2 separate regions of the Drosophila melanogaster genome follow, and region 1 is linked to region 2. The links are chromatin contacts, called in public Hi-C maps. All regions are on one chromosome and are shown on one strand. The core of a region is the stretch at or near the end of the contact, and the rest is flanking DNA. Distances in the headings are between cores, read along the strand shown.

Region 1 (7,273 bases), core at 3,258-5,757, 630 kb after region 2:
CTTTATCGAATTGAACCGATGAACACCTCCTTGTTGACTCTTCCCAAAGCAGCTTACTTAGTTGCCCTGATTGATTGATCTATGCACTTTCTAAGACGCTTATTTCATCAATTGATAGGTTAAGTCTCAGCACACGGAACGCTGCATCGACTTCCTCACCAAGGAGCTAAAGGTGAGCAACGAGAAGGAGGCGGCCGAAAGGGTATTCTTCGTTTCCGCCAGGGAAACGCTGCAGGCGCGCATCGAGGAGGCCAAGGGCAATCCGCCGCACATGGGTGCCATTGCCGAGGGCTTTCAGATACGCTACTTCGAGTTCCAGGACTTCGAGCGCAAGTTCGAGGAGTGCATCTCGCAGAGTGCTGTGAAAACAAAGTTCCAGCAGCACAGTTCGCGCGGCAAGAGTGTTTCGGGTGACATGAAATCAATGTTGGACAACATTTACGAGCGGATCACCATATTCCGCAATCTGAAGCAGGACCAGAAGAACCTGCTCACCGAACGCATCCAGGGCACAGAGACGCAGATGATGCAGGTTACGCGGGAAATGAAGATGAAGATCCACAACATGGTCGAGGAGGTGGAGGAGAAGGTGTCAAAGGCGCTGAACGAGGAGATCTGGCGCCTGGGCGTACTCATTGACGAGTTCAATATGCCCTTCCATCCGGAGCGTTTGGTGCTGAACATCTACAAAAAGGAATTGAATGCCCATGTGGAGAGCGGCCTGGGCAGCAATCTGCGCGCCCGCCTATCCATGGCCCTGGCCATGAACGTCGAGTCCGCCCAGACGGAGATGACCGATCGCATGCACGCCCTGGTGCCCAACGAGCAGCTCCTGGCCACCAGCACCAAGATGGTGGTGCGCACGCAGCCCTTCGAGATGCTCTACTCACTGAATTGCCAGAACCTCTGCGCCGACTTCCAGGAGGATCTGGAGTTTAAGTTCAGCTGGGGCATTGCGGCGATGATCCAGCGCTTCACCGGCAAGGTGCGCGAGCGCAGCAAGAAGGGCCAGCCGGCGCTGGTCAATCGACAGAGCAGTATTGGAGTGAGTTTCTACAGTATAGTTGTGTTGCACCACCTTTACTATATCTCTGCCATCGAATCTCGTTCACAGCACAGCGTATCGACGCCGACCACGACGCCCGTGGAAGCCACTCCTGTGTGCCTGCTGCCCGCTCCCGTTGTGGCTGGCATTACGCCCGAGCAGCTGTCGTTGATCTCACGCTTCGCGGTGTCCTCCATTGGATCGCAGGGCACCGTTGGTGGTCTCGTCGTAGCCGGTGTCGTAAGTGTTAACGGTTAAATTATCATAACACCTCTTGTCCTTACCAACGACCAAGCAGGTGATAGTGCATAGCTATGTGATGAAATCAAACCACTTGCAGATGCTGAAAACTATCGGCTGGCGTGTCCTGGTGGGCGTGGGTGCCCTCTACGGCTGCATCTACCTGTACGAGCGCCTCTCGTGGACAAATTCAGCCAAGGAGCGAACGTTCAAGTCGCAGTACGTGCGCCATGCCACCAAGAAGCTCAAGATGATTGTCGACCTCACCTCGGCCAACTGCAGCCACCAAGTGCAGCAGTGAGTATTGATCCCTTAGCGTCTGAATCGCTGATCACTTATCGAATATTCTCTGTCACATCTCAACAGGGAATTGTCGAGCACCTTTGCCCGTTTGTGCCGCACGGTTGATACCGCCACCACGGACATGAATGATGAGCTCAAGACGCTGGACTCGCAGCTGAACATCCTGGAGGCGAACCAGAAGCAATTGAAGCTGCTTCGCAACAAGGCCAACTACATACAGAACGAGCTGGACATCTTCGAGCACAACTATATATCGCCGCAGTAGTGGAACAGTAGTGGGTTGGCTGACCGTGGGGCAAAACACTAACCAGAATGTGGATGATCATAGAAATCAGGCGAAGACAAACACCCAAACGACTACAACAACATTAATGCACCACGTATTTGCTGCTCAACTCTCAGTTTTTCTCTCCTCTTTTATTTTATTTTTTTTGTAAGAAAATGCATGATATGAGCCAATCGATTGGAACCTCTTTATTCTCTATCGTTTAAACAAATCGTTGTTGTTGTTGAGAATTCTTTTAATTCCTAACATGCACTACTCTGCTAGTGTGATTATTTAGTTTTCTTTTTTTTGTAATTGTTGACCCGGAAACGCACGCGTATATATATATACAAATAGAGAAGTATCCAAAACACTGTGAGCATGGCCAGGTGCCATGGAAAAGCAAGTTGCGAGGAATTATGAATGCCACATGATGATGACCGACCCCAGAATGCGAAAGTCACTCACTTATTTACCTCTTTTTCGCCCCTAATAGAAAGTCTAGTACTTATACATATTTGTTTTTGAGTTGGGACGCTAGAATAAATGTTGGGGCAAAGCAAACCAATATATATGAAAACACAATTGTTGAGATGTTGCAAAGCATGAGAATGAGAATGATTCATGAACGAAAACGAAACGAAATAAATGATATTTATGTAAGAAACTCATAATCGAAATTATTTCAGTGGAACTTTGAATATCGGAGCCGTGTCGCGAAAACGACAGAGACGGATGATGGACATTTTGGGAGCGGAATAAGGGACACCTGGTTTTTCCCACTGATTACCGGACAACGCATTTCGAATTGTCTTTTTTGTTTTAATCATATCGTTTTGATCGGGATCACACAATTGGGTTATTCTTAGTTATTCTTATTTCCTTCAAAGCATTACTAATACAAAATGTACAAAGTATATGATTTTTGTGTTTGTTCACAGAAATAAATATGTAGGTTTGGAATACAAAATAACAAAGTGAATCTCTATATACTTCTTGCTTCCATTAGCATCCGTTATCAGTAAATACAATACTTGGATATACAACTTAAAGAAATCAATTCACGTGTTCCCCTCTCTTTGGACTTGCCGGAAACTAATAACAAAGTTTTTTTTTAACTGTGCTCTTAAGAATTAGATATGTGTTTTTGCCATACAAAAAAAGAGACGAAAATTACAAGTTACAGGTGTGTGTGTGGTGTGTGTGGCTTGTGTTTGCTGTTCTGAGTGTTTGCTATGCTTGGGGTGCTCGTTGCGCACGTTTTGAGTTTAAGGCGTTGAGTTCATGGGTGGTCAAATGAAACGGATCAGTCAGTCGAAGGCTGCACTCCGCTCTGCTCTCCACAAGCGTATATGATTATTAGCCACGATGCCGGAACAGTGGGCGGATCGTATTGGATCGGTATGTGGTATGGTATGTGGTATAGTATTGCGTTGCATCACTTCACATCGCATCACATCAGAACGTTTTACAGGAAGTAGGGCGTTGTGTTCTGCTTGGGTATCACACGCTCCGCATCCGGAACAGCCAGGAAGATCTTCGTCTGCCGCTTCTCCGCCGTTTCGAAGCTAAGAATGGCGGCAACGTTGCCGCAGCGATAGCAATAGTTTGGCGCCGACCACACGGTCACCAGTTTGCCATCAAACATATACTTGATGCCCTCGTTGACCAGCTGATGTGCTCGGCATATGAGGTTCAGATTATTGATCGCCATAAAGTCCTTGGTCACATTGTGGCCAAACAGCCAGCCAGCGCCGCGCGGACTCTGGCCCCAGTACTCCATGTCCTCGGGATCGGACCACACCAGATCGCAGAAGGCACCCTTGTACGGTATCTCGCCGTTGCGATCGATCGTCCTGATCTGGTCCAGTGTAATGATCTCGGGACTCAGGCCACCGTGCACGCACAACACCTCCTCGTCGATGATCTGTGTACATTAGGGGCAGTGGGGTAAACATATATGTAAATGATTAAAAGGGTGTTGTCCACATGAAGTATCCCATAGTTCAACTCACGGCAGCGATGGTAAGCAAATCGAAGACCTTGCAGCAGTATTTCCAGCCATTGGCATTGCCGTACTTGCTGAAGCACTCGTCAAAGAATCCGTACACCTTGGTGATCTGCCGCGTTTCGTGGTTGCCGCGCAGCAGGGTGATCCGGCTGGGATAGCGCGCCTTCAGCGTGAGCAGTCTGGTGAATGTCTCCAGCGAGTAGTAGCCCCTGTCCACGAAGTCGCCCATGAATATGTAGTTGGTATGCGGCACCTGGCCTCCAGTGCGGAACAGCTGCTCCAGGTCGTAGAACTGCAATTTGGGGGTGGAGTGCGATGGCATTGCGTTAGTGGACATTGCAATGACGTAGGAGACGAAGACGGAGGAGATGACCGCTTACCTGGCCATGGATGTCACCGCAAACGGTGACGGGCGTGCTCACGGGCAGGATGTTCGTCTCCTCCAGGAGGATATCGCAGACCATCTCGCATAGCTTCTTCAGCTCGTTCTCCGGCAGGTACTTGCATTTCTTCACGTCTTCTATCCACTTGTCCACGTCGCCCATGATGCCCGCTGCCTGTGAAATCCACGGTAAATCGCCTTAAAACAAGTTAATAAATAAGTATTGGTTGCACGTCCATCTGCGCACCTACGGTCACACTGGCTGGTGTTCAATGGTTATCGAGCAACGGTTATACTGCTGCCCACGGTTAGAGTACTAAAAAATTGATCTAAAGTTTCTTCTATTCTTTTTATTTTAAATACTATTGTTGAGTATTTTATTTGCTTTTGTTTTCCATCGATAAATGGTGCATCAATTTTTTGTTTAGCCGATGCAAGCACCAGTCGCATGGGACGTTCTTATTAGAACTGTATACTTGGTGTGTACACACTGCGTAGCGAGAATGTCACATGTTATCGATAGCTAACACATTTGAATTCAAATTCAAAATATTTAATTACTTTGGCGGTCGATTTTGTGTTTTTCTGTATTGTTTTCTTTGGTTTTGTGGAGGCAAGCGAAATTAGTTGCAATTAGCCTTTAGCCGCCACAAATCATAATTAGTCCGCAATGAAAGCTTTTTAAATCCGTTTATTTTTTAACCCAAACCCATTTACATATATATACATATATATTTTCTTTGGCTTGTTGAAAATAATCACGCTCTTAGATTTTATTGCCATCGCACGCCACGCTACTTGTTCGCTGTTTGTTTTGCAGCTCCGCTCATTTTTCCGGGCAGCAAGTGTTAAGGGTTATGAGAAGCGTGCTGGCATGCGTTTTTCGGCACGGGGTGGCACATGGGTTAATGGCCCTGCAGCTTGTTTAGAGTCTCATTAGCACGCTGCCATTTGATTGTGTTGGCTTCTTTCATTTACTTTTCGCATTCGCTGGATCTGAAGTTGGGAAAATAAACGTGCCATAAAGGTGACAATTCGCGAATCAAGGGAAATTGGTAAAAAAAAAAAAAAAAATGAACGTTTCACGGGTTTCGAAGCACAAAATATATGCAATTTATTCAAAGTTAGGATGCTAAGCATATATTCATAGAAAATAATTGAATTAATTGTTTGTATTCGCATTTAATTGTGGAATCGAATTAAATGCAATATCTTTTAGTTTTGCAAATCGAAACTGTTGTGCTCGCCACCCATCTCTTTCTGCCACCTACTCTCCGTTCCTCTCTATCACTCTCACTCTCTTACTCTCTCTTTCTCCCCCCGGCGAAGATGTCGTGCTCCATCATTAGTGGCGTTACTTTATGCCCTTCCGTTTTGGTATTCAACTTGGGCTTGTTCTCCCAGCTGCTTTTTGTGCTCTTTTGGCCATCTTGCCAGTGCTTTCCATTCAGCCATCCAGCCATCCTGCCCCCCCAATGCTGGCCCCAATCCGCTCGCATCCTTCCATTGTCCTTGCCGCTCTGTATGTCGCTGTTTGTGTCCGCCTGGCACAATGTTGACAATTAAGTTAAACTTGTTTTCTTACTTCGTTTCGTTACGTTTCGCCAATTCCGCTCGCCCTCTAAAAGTCAAAGTCCTGTCGTCTGCGGCTGATGTGGCTGATAATTATGTGCCCCCTGCACGGACGCAAAGGACACGGACGGCGGAACAAGGACAACGGACAGCGGACAGCCTCTTGGCTTTATCTTGCTGCAAACACGGTGCCAAAAATTCTAGAGTTTCGAACAATCGGTTAAAAAAAAAAAAGTCTTGGACTTCATATTTTAACAAATTCCTCGGCTCACAGAGTTTTTTTTTTTGTATTCTCAATTAAACGCAAAAAGATTATTACACCTTCGGCTATTTGAATGGTATTTTCAATATTTTCCTGCTGTGTGCAGTCAGCGGAAAAAAAAAAAAACATTGAGAGCAAGCGATAAATGACCAACAGTTGTGGGTCATTTTATATTTTTGGCATTGTCCGCCTTCTTTGGCCGCGCTGCTCATTTTAGCCGGCTTTTCTCCTCTTCTTCGCCATTGTTGACGTTTTGTTAACTTGTTTTTTCCTGTGCCACTCCGGCCACGCCCCCTTCTCATCTTATTTTTTTGTTTTTATCTTGCGCTGCTTGTCTCATTTCTCTGACGGCTTTTTGGCTGCCCTTGCTCTTGTCGCTTGGATTGTCGTCGAAAATTAAATAAAATTAATTACCGCGTGTATAAACACACACACACACACACACGCACACGCACAGCGGAAGAAGACAAGCAGGACTGCCGCCCAACCACCCAACCAACTACCCACCTGTGCCGTTTGATTCACGCGCGTGTGCGCATCCAGCGACCTCAAGGAGCCCACAGTCCGCCCACAGTTGCATCAACATTTAAATCAACCTCAGCCATCAGCGACTCCTGGCCGCAACTTGGGGCCAAAGGATGTCCAGCTGACCGAATCGGAGGTCACTTTGTCATAACGTTAACGCACTAATGGAGCGTTGCAATGATGTGTGCAATAAATGGCTAATTAAATAGGATTTAAGTTATCAAAGCAAATGAGGCACATATTTACAACCCTAGAAAAACTAAATGGAATTTGAAGAAGTGGAGTTTAAATATGCTTACGCTTACTTTTCCATCGACAACAATTAATTTGACTTCTGAAGTTGAAAATCTTGCGTTTTTCGAATGAATTGCAAATGAAATTCAATCAAACTAACTAGTGATTGCAATTGCATAGTTGATTGATTTCAGTGTAAAAGTGCAGTGGTCGCTGAAGGTCGTCTCACGGCTTCAGGCTTCACTGTATCCCGTGGCGTAAGCGTGTCGACGGCATACCCACCTACATCTCCATCAACTGGATCTCCATCATCATTATCAACAGTTGCCATTCGGCTACTTGGAGGCGCAGCGGTCGAGCATTCGGAATCGCAGAACTCTGGAATGGAGTCGCCGGCACTGGCGACTTGCTTTAAATTATCTGCCACAGCCCAC
Region 2 (7,050 bases), core at 2,764-5,263:
CGGCTCCCTTGGCAATGTCCAGATACGTTTTCTGTACCCCATTCACATACGCCTTCTGGCACATGGACGACGAAGTGTCCACCAGGAAGAGTATGATTGTCATGGCGATGATTGATCCTGCGTTCGAGGGACCTCTTCCTCTTCCCAATTTGCGTGTCTTTCCGTCTCTCTCTGATATCCTAGAAGAAACGGACAAATGTTTCAAATTAAAATACTAATTCCGATTATACTTTTTGTTATATCGTAGAGTAAAGGAATGTCGGCTTGGCGTTATGGTTTCTTGGCTCTTCTATATCACAAATCTTCACACAAAATGAAATTAAACCATGACGTAATTTAATTCTAAGTCAAAACAATGTGAAATCTTACAGAGTTATGCACAAATGTATAATAATTTGAGTTTCGAGCCAAACAATTTGGTGGTACGCTTTTTGAAAAAAAAAAAAAAAACTCTGCAAAAAGTGTGAGCTCAAAGTACTCGTCTACTTGGAAAACTCACAACGTTTAACGTTTTGGTTTTGACAATTAAATCAATGTTTTGGTGTTATGAAATTTGGTAAACGTTATCGGTACAGGTTCAATTTCGATTGACCAACAAACCAAAAAGTCAAGCTTTACTTACTTTATCTCTTATCTTTTATCGTTGATCTTTTATTTCCCCTCTCAGGTGCACTTTCTCCCTCTCCTTCTCTCTCGCTTTCTGCTATATTCTTGCTATTTGTGGTTGTTGTTTTTGTATTTGTTGCTATCTCCCTTTGCGTGTGTATAGGTGTTTAGGTTTTGTTTACGTTGTTAGCAGCTCTCTTTATCTGCTTGTTGTTTTTGCTGCCGATTCTCTTGCACTTGTTGTTCTTGTCCTGGGCTTGATCGATTTGCTCTTTTTCTGCGTTTCGCTGTTCCGCTTCTATGGTACATGTTGCGTGCAACAGCTGACATTTGGACTGGAGAAACAACAACAACAGCGAACTGCGAATGGTAACGAACGAAACAGAACAGAACAGAACGAAATGATAATGAAACAGGTACGCAACTGGTTGTAAAATATCAATAGGTTGCGCATACGCACTGTGGCCAATCGATTAAGAAGCGGCAATATAAATCCATACAGATAATGAAACAACTGCGTAATCAACGATATCACTCACAAACTATCTACACACCGCACACTCTGTCGCATAACGCAAGTGCTAATTAAACAACAAAATGGAATTTAATTCCCAGGGGGTCGGCCGTTGGTCCTAGAGAGCTAAATATTTATGTTGGGGAAAATCGCTTTGACACAAATCCAAATCCACTCCGCTTCACTCACTGGCCATTATGCCTCCTCTGCATCTCCTCCTCGCTCCATCTAACTCGTTCCTTCTTCTCTTTCTATTGATGCCCCACTACGGAGTCATTCACTCGACGCCACTGCCACCACTACAACGCTCTGCTGGCGTCGCCTAGAGATGGCAACGTGAGCCAGGTGGGCGACACGCGTGTGAATAGCTTTGGCTTTGCCAAAAACAATACGAAGTCTAGTACTAAGCAATAATATTTATAATTGTCGTACTTGTCGTATATTCAAAATAATAAATGAGTTAGATTCATATGTAGAAGTTTTAAACTAGGTAACAAGTAGTCATTATAACGCAGGTGCCAAAGAGATTGATCTTTAAATGGTTCTCTATTTTCTATCTGAAGTGTACCATTACACAAATTAGTGTTTAGTTTCGATATCCTTACACTTTGTTATATTGCGTGATATTCGCTGCCCCTATTAACAAAGTAGATTACTGCTCCCACCATCTCGAGTTGAGGTAAAAGGTAACCGTAAATCGATTACACAATGACCAAGCTCACGATCGTGAGTGTGTGTGCGAGGGAGCACGACCTACGCATCTCTGATGGAGAGCGAGGGAGATGGCCTGCCGAAGAAGGGGCGATGGAGGAGAAAAATGAGAAAGGGGGTTGGGATGTGGTGGATGCCGATGCCAGGGGGAGGAGAAGGAGGAATGCGATTAACCAAAGCCGGGATAACGATAACGATCACTCGGCGATCGCAGGCGTAACCCACATCCTTACACCTTAAATTAGGTCAGCCAGTCTAAATGTGTTTTTACCGGAGGAGCCGTAATTGTCTTGAATTCGAGTGCAAAACATTCAATTTCTATTTGAATAAGAGCGCAAACACATACGCACACTCGCGCACATGGACATGCACACACACATTCGCACACACGCGGCTCGGTGTAGTTGCCAGATACCCCCACTTCGGACAGGTATAACGTTGAGCGGAAATTAAAATATATCTATTAAGTTTCACAAATTTTGTCTTAAGTAAAAACAACACAAAATTCGTATTAAACGAGCGGTGTGTGATTTATCGTTGATCTGGCAACCCTGCTCCGACGTGTTGGAATGGTACGGGTGGCTGCGGGGGACGAGTCGGCCTATTGTGTTTGATGGCAATCCACAAAGCTCACACACACGTTTAAACCAAAACGATATAGGGCCGAGCACTTCAAGTAATCGAGTTTTTTCCGTCTAATTAATCTCGGCGCAGCGATGTTTTGGCCAACAAAATGACACGGCTCTTTGTCGGAATTCACTTATGCAGCAGCGGCAGGGTTGTCAGAGCTCGAAAAACGGTGAAGAAATAAACACACTTTTTCTAGTTGTTTCGCATAAATGGGGGGCGGCAAAGGGGTGCAGGGCCTTTGATTGGTGGTCATTTTTCATTTGGATGACCTTAATTTGCATGTGATAATGCTGATTAGTGCAGCCGCGTTATCGGCACGGTAATCGTTATCGCCAGAGTTGCAAGCGCCCGCCCATCGACAGCCCGCCAAAGCTTTCGAATTTGAAAATGTGTGGACATATTTTAAAAGTGCGATTCTAAGGATCGCATGGTTAATATTTTAGATCTAAATTTTCTATCTCAAAAAAAAAAAAAATGGTACAACATTCATACACAACTACACCGGCAGCATCTTCGAGTGAGAGTTTCCGGCCAAAAAAAAAAAAAAAAAGAATAACTAAAACAAAAACGCACTCACAAGAAGAGGAATGTTTCTCCTCCACCCAATACTCGCAATAATTTTCGATTAGCTTCTATATGCCGCGCCACGATTTTTTATTCTGTTATATTTTTACTTTGTGCCAACAGAAATTTATCACCACCGCGCGAGAGAGCGAGAACACACACGCACACACACAGCCAGAGTGCGCTCTCTTTCGCTCTGCCGCCGAGGTGCATAGGCGAGAACGACCGACAGACGCGACTAGCGGTCGGACCGACCGACCGAACGACCGTCGCTATCGCCGTCCCCCTCTCGCTCGTAGGTTTGTATCGGGGAGTTGTTGCTTACACGCACTCGCACACATACTTTTGCACACTGGCGCCTCGTCACTGTTGTTGCATTGCTGTCGTCCACTCCTGCGCTTCTTCTTCTCTTGTTCGACTCGCTTCTCTTCGGATTTTACTTTGCTGCCGAGCAATAACAACACAACACTACCGTTCTCAAAGTTCGAATGATTTGATGCCGTTCTGTGTTTTTTTGGTGTGGCCGAGAAGCGCCAAATCAGTGGGGCCGTATCGCGGCGATTCGGAAAAGCCGAGCGAAGGGGTCACGATAAATGGATTTGTGGTTGAATTAACTGAGTTTGTAATAATTGATGTCAAATATTTACTTACCTTGTTAGGGGATTTATATGTATGCTGCACATTTAATCTTGAATGCCATTAGTTCATTAGTTTGGTATAATCCATAACATTCACTTAAAATGTTATATCGTTAATCTTTGATCCAAATAAACAGAATCACAACTACAGTATTCCCTCCAATGCTAATAAGTTTATAAGTTTCAGTTACTATTATCCATAAGGTACCATAAACACGATTGCAGCACTTTGGGTGGTGATTAGTACTACTATTACGTTTAAAATAAACTACGCAGGGTTTGACATGCAAGTTGTAAACATTTGACTCGGAGTTCAAGATAACGCTATAAAATTACTTAATCAGGGTCCACTGTACTCTATCGATAGCGATAACTGACCACCTACACAGACATTTATTGTTATCGACCAACGAACACATGTTCACTCCGATTTGGCGCGTAAACAAGTAAATAAATAGTATTATTAAGAATAATGCCGGAGAGCCTGATCGCCGGCATTCCGGTGCACTTTCCGTTCGAGCCGTACCCGGTTCAACGGGCGTACATGGAGAAGGTGATCCATTGTCTCCGCGATGGCACGAATGGAGTCCTGGAATCGCCAACCGGCACGGGCAAGACCCTAAGCTTGCTGTGCTCATCCTTGGCCTGGATCCGCACCAGGCAATCGGAGCACCAAAAGCAGATGGTTAAGATGGAGAAGGCAGATTTTTCGGGTCTTGGAGGCGGAGCACCTGGGGGAGACCTGTCCGAGCTGGCCAAGACCATGGGTCGTGCGAATAACTGGGGCGTGCCCAAGGTCATCTACGCCTCGCGCACCCACTCCCAATTGACGCAGGCGATGCGGGAACTCAAGAGGACAGCGTACGCTAACATGAGATCCGTGGTTCTGGGCTCCCGCGATCAGCTATGCATTCATCCGGAGGTCATGCGGGAGCAGGGCAACTCCAACAAGACCAACATGTGCAAGCTACGGGTGCACTCCAAGACCTGTTCATTTCAAATGCGCGTTGAGTCGCGAAAGGATCATCCCGATTTGCGCGGACCCACCATCATGGACATTGAGGACCTGGTCAAGGTGGGCCAGCGACTCAAGATCTGTCCCTACTTCGCGTCTCGGGAGTTGGTTCCCCAGGCGGATATCACCTTCATGCCCTACAATTATCTACTCGATCCCAAGGCTCGCAAGGCCAACAAAATCGAACTGGGCAACACTATTGTGATCCTGGATGAGGCCCACAACATCGAGAAGATCTGCGAGGAGTCCGCTTCGGTGCAGATTAAGTCCTCTGATGTGGCCATGGCCATCGAGGACGTCACGCATATCATGCAAGTCTTTGCGAGCGGCGAGTCGCAGGATATGGCTGGAGATGAGCCAAAGGACTTCACACTGGACGACCTTACACTGCTCAAGGAGATGCTGCTCGAGCTCGAAAAGGCCATCGATGCCATCGTTGTGGACAACGCCGTCGATGGAACTACCTTTCCCGCCTCCATGATGTACGAACTGCTTGGCAAGGCGAATGTAAGATGCACTAAATCTTATCGGAAATGTTTTTAAAAGAATGCCTATTTAAAAATGTAACTTCCTTTATTGTAGTTCACCTACGGCAACGTTGCAACGATAGTATCCCTGCTGGACAAACTGGTGCAATACCTCCTAGTGGCCTCCCAGCAGATGAGCATCCGCAAGGGCGGCACCTTCACGTTGCTTAGCGATCTACTGACCATTGTGTTTGCCAACAAGGAGGATGTGATGAGCAAGGTGTACGCAAGCTTCAAAGTGCATGTCCTGGTGGAGGAGTCCAAGCAGGGACACGGTAAGCAGCAGGGTGCTAAACAGCAGGGCGGTTGGCTTGGCAAGGGAACGATTGCAGCAGCGACTGGCTTAAGCAAGGTCGCAAAAATCATTAACTTCTGGTGCTTCAATCCTGGCTTCGGAATGGAGCAACTGCTCAACACCCAAGTGCGCAGCGTAATCCTGACCAGCGGCACACTAGCTCCCCTCAAGCCGCTAATCGCCGAGCTTGCCATTCCGGTGGCCCAGCATCTGGAGAATCCGCACATCGTCGACCAGTCGCAGGTTTATGTCAAGATCATCGGCACCGGACCCGATCGGCAGCAACTGATATCGAACTATGCGAACCGGTAAGCATTTTTCACACCACAAGCTTATTTGTTTATGGCCAATACCATGAGTAAATAAACAAGTTGGGCCAAACATAACTCAGTTCTGTGGCAGGTGAACTATCTCATAACATTACGAAATGCCAACGTATCAATTTCTTAATGTTATACAAACTAAACAAACATGTTTTATCTGCCACCTTTGTTCTTCTGCAGTGATAATCCAAAGTACATCAGCTCCCTGGGACAGACGATTCTGAATGTAGCGCGTATAGTGCCCGACGGCCTCCTTGTCTTTTTCCCATCGTATCCCATGTTGAACAAGTGCGTGGACGCGTGGCAGGCCAGTGGTTTGTGGGCGGACATATCGTGCAAGAAACCGATTTTTCTGGAGCCGCGCAGCAAGGACCAGTTCACCAGCACGATGGAAGAGTTCTACCAGGCGATACGCGACTCCAAGGGTGCCGTATTCATGGCTGTTTGTCGCGGCAAAGTCTCCGAAGGTCTGGACTTTGCTGATCGCAATGGCCGCGCGGTGATTATTACTGGTCTGCCATTCCCACCGCTAAAGGATCCCAAGGTGATACTGAAACGTCGCTACCTGGAGGCGAATCGGACTCGTGAGAATCAGCTGTTAAGTGGGCAGGAATGGTACAATCTAGATGCCACGAGGGCAGTCAATCAAGCCATCGGTCGTGTGATTCGGCATCGCAACGATTATGGTGCCATTCTGCTTTGCGACTCGCGATTTAAGGACGCCTCACAGGTCCAGCAGCTATCCAAATGGATTCGGGGTCACCTGGGCGACCGGCCACAGTGCTCACCCTTTGGTCCTATCGTCCGGGAACTGCGTCAGTTCTTTAAGAACGCCGAAGCGAATGTAAGCTCATGATGTTTATGCGTTTTTCAGCAATTGTAATACAATTCTTTCAAAACTTCAGATGAAACTACCGGATGAAAGGGAAACCGATTCGCCTTTGGAAACCGTCTGCAAGACAGAGGATGAACCACTAGCCGCCATTCCAAAAGTGAAACGGGAGCCTGGCTCCAATGCCACCTTCAAATCAGCCAATGAATCCGCAATGTACGTAACCTGCGATCTAAGATCAACCTTATCAGCTGTATAGATTGTATTACAATTATTAATAGCAAATCCTTAATCGGATTTAAGTAGTCTTGAGTACAATTTTTGAGATTTGTCATAGCTAAAGTGAAATGCTGTAAGCCATTTCCAGTGGCCTTTTGTCATCACTGCCAGGGTAA

The links. Hi-C and Micro-C count contacts between places; a contact is called where the count stands out from the background.
Region 1: a contact with region 2 is called in a Hi-C map of the Kc167 cell line, with 2.7 times the contacts expected there. The contact joins the promoter of PpV here to the promoter of Rtel1 in region 2. A contact is called at or near these places in 7 of 107 Hi-C or Micro-C datasets (the Kc167 cell line, the S2 cell line, cellular blastoderm embryo and 3 more).

The regions. Positions count from the first base shown.
Region 1 is chrX:6,368,408-6,375,680 of dm6, forward strand. It overlaps PpV (Protein phosphatase V), which reads right to left and starts at 4,508. Exons shown (of 3, transcript NM_078506.3): 1 at 4,245-4,508; 2 at 3,869-4,156; 3 at 2,658-3,780. The coding sequence starts at 4,409. The coding sequence ends at 3,322. It overlaps Marf (Mitochondrial assembly regulatory factor), which reads left to right. Exons shown (of 8, transcript NM_206635.3): 5 at 119-1,045; 6 at 1,115-1,285; 7 at 1,386-1,582; 8 at 1,652-2,517. The coding sequence ends at 1,853. It overlaps lncRNA:CR44816 (long non-coding RNA:CR44816), which reads right to left and starts at 2,619. Exons shown (of 1, transcript NR_123812.1): 1 at 2,171-2,619.
Region 2 is chrX:5,743,734-5,750,783 of dm6, forward strand. Rtel1 (Regulator of telomere elongation helicase 1) reads left to right here and starts at 4,014. Exons shown (of 7, transcript NM_001272333.1): 1 at 4,014-5,185; 2 at 5,261-5,808; 3 at 6,004-6,667; 4 at 6,729-6,871. The coding sequence starts at 4,136. It overlaps IntS6 (Integrator 6), which reads right to left and starts at 3,521. Exons shown (of 2, transcript NM_132025.3): 1 at 3,039-3,521; 2 at 1-179. The coding sequence starts at 103.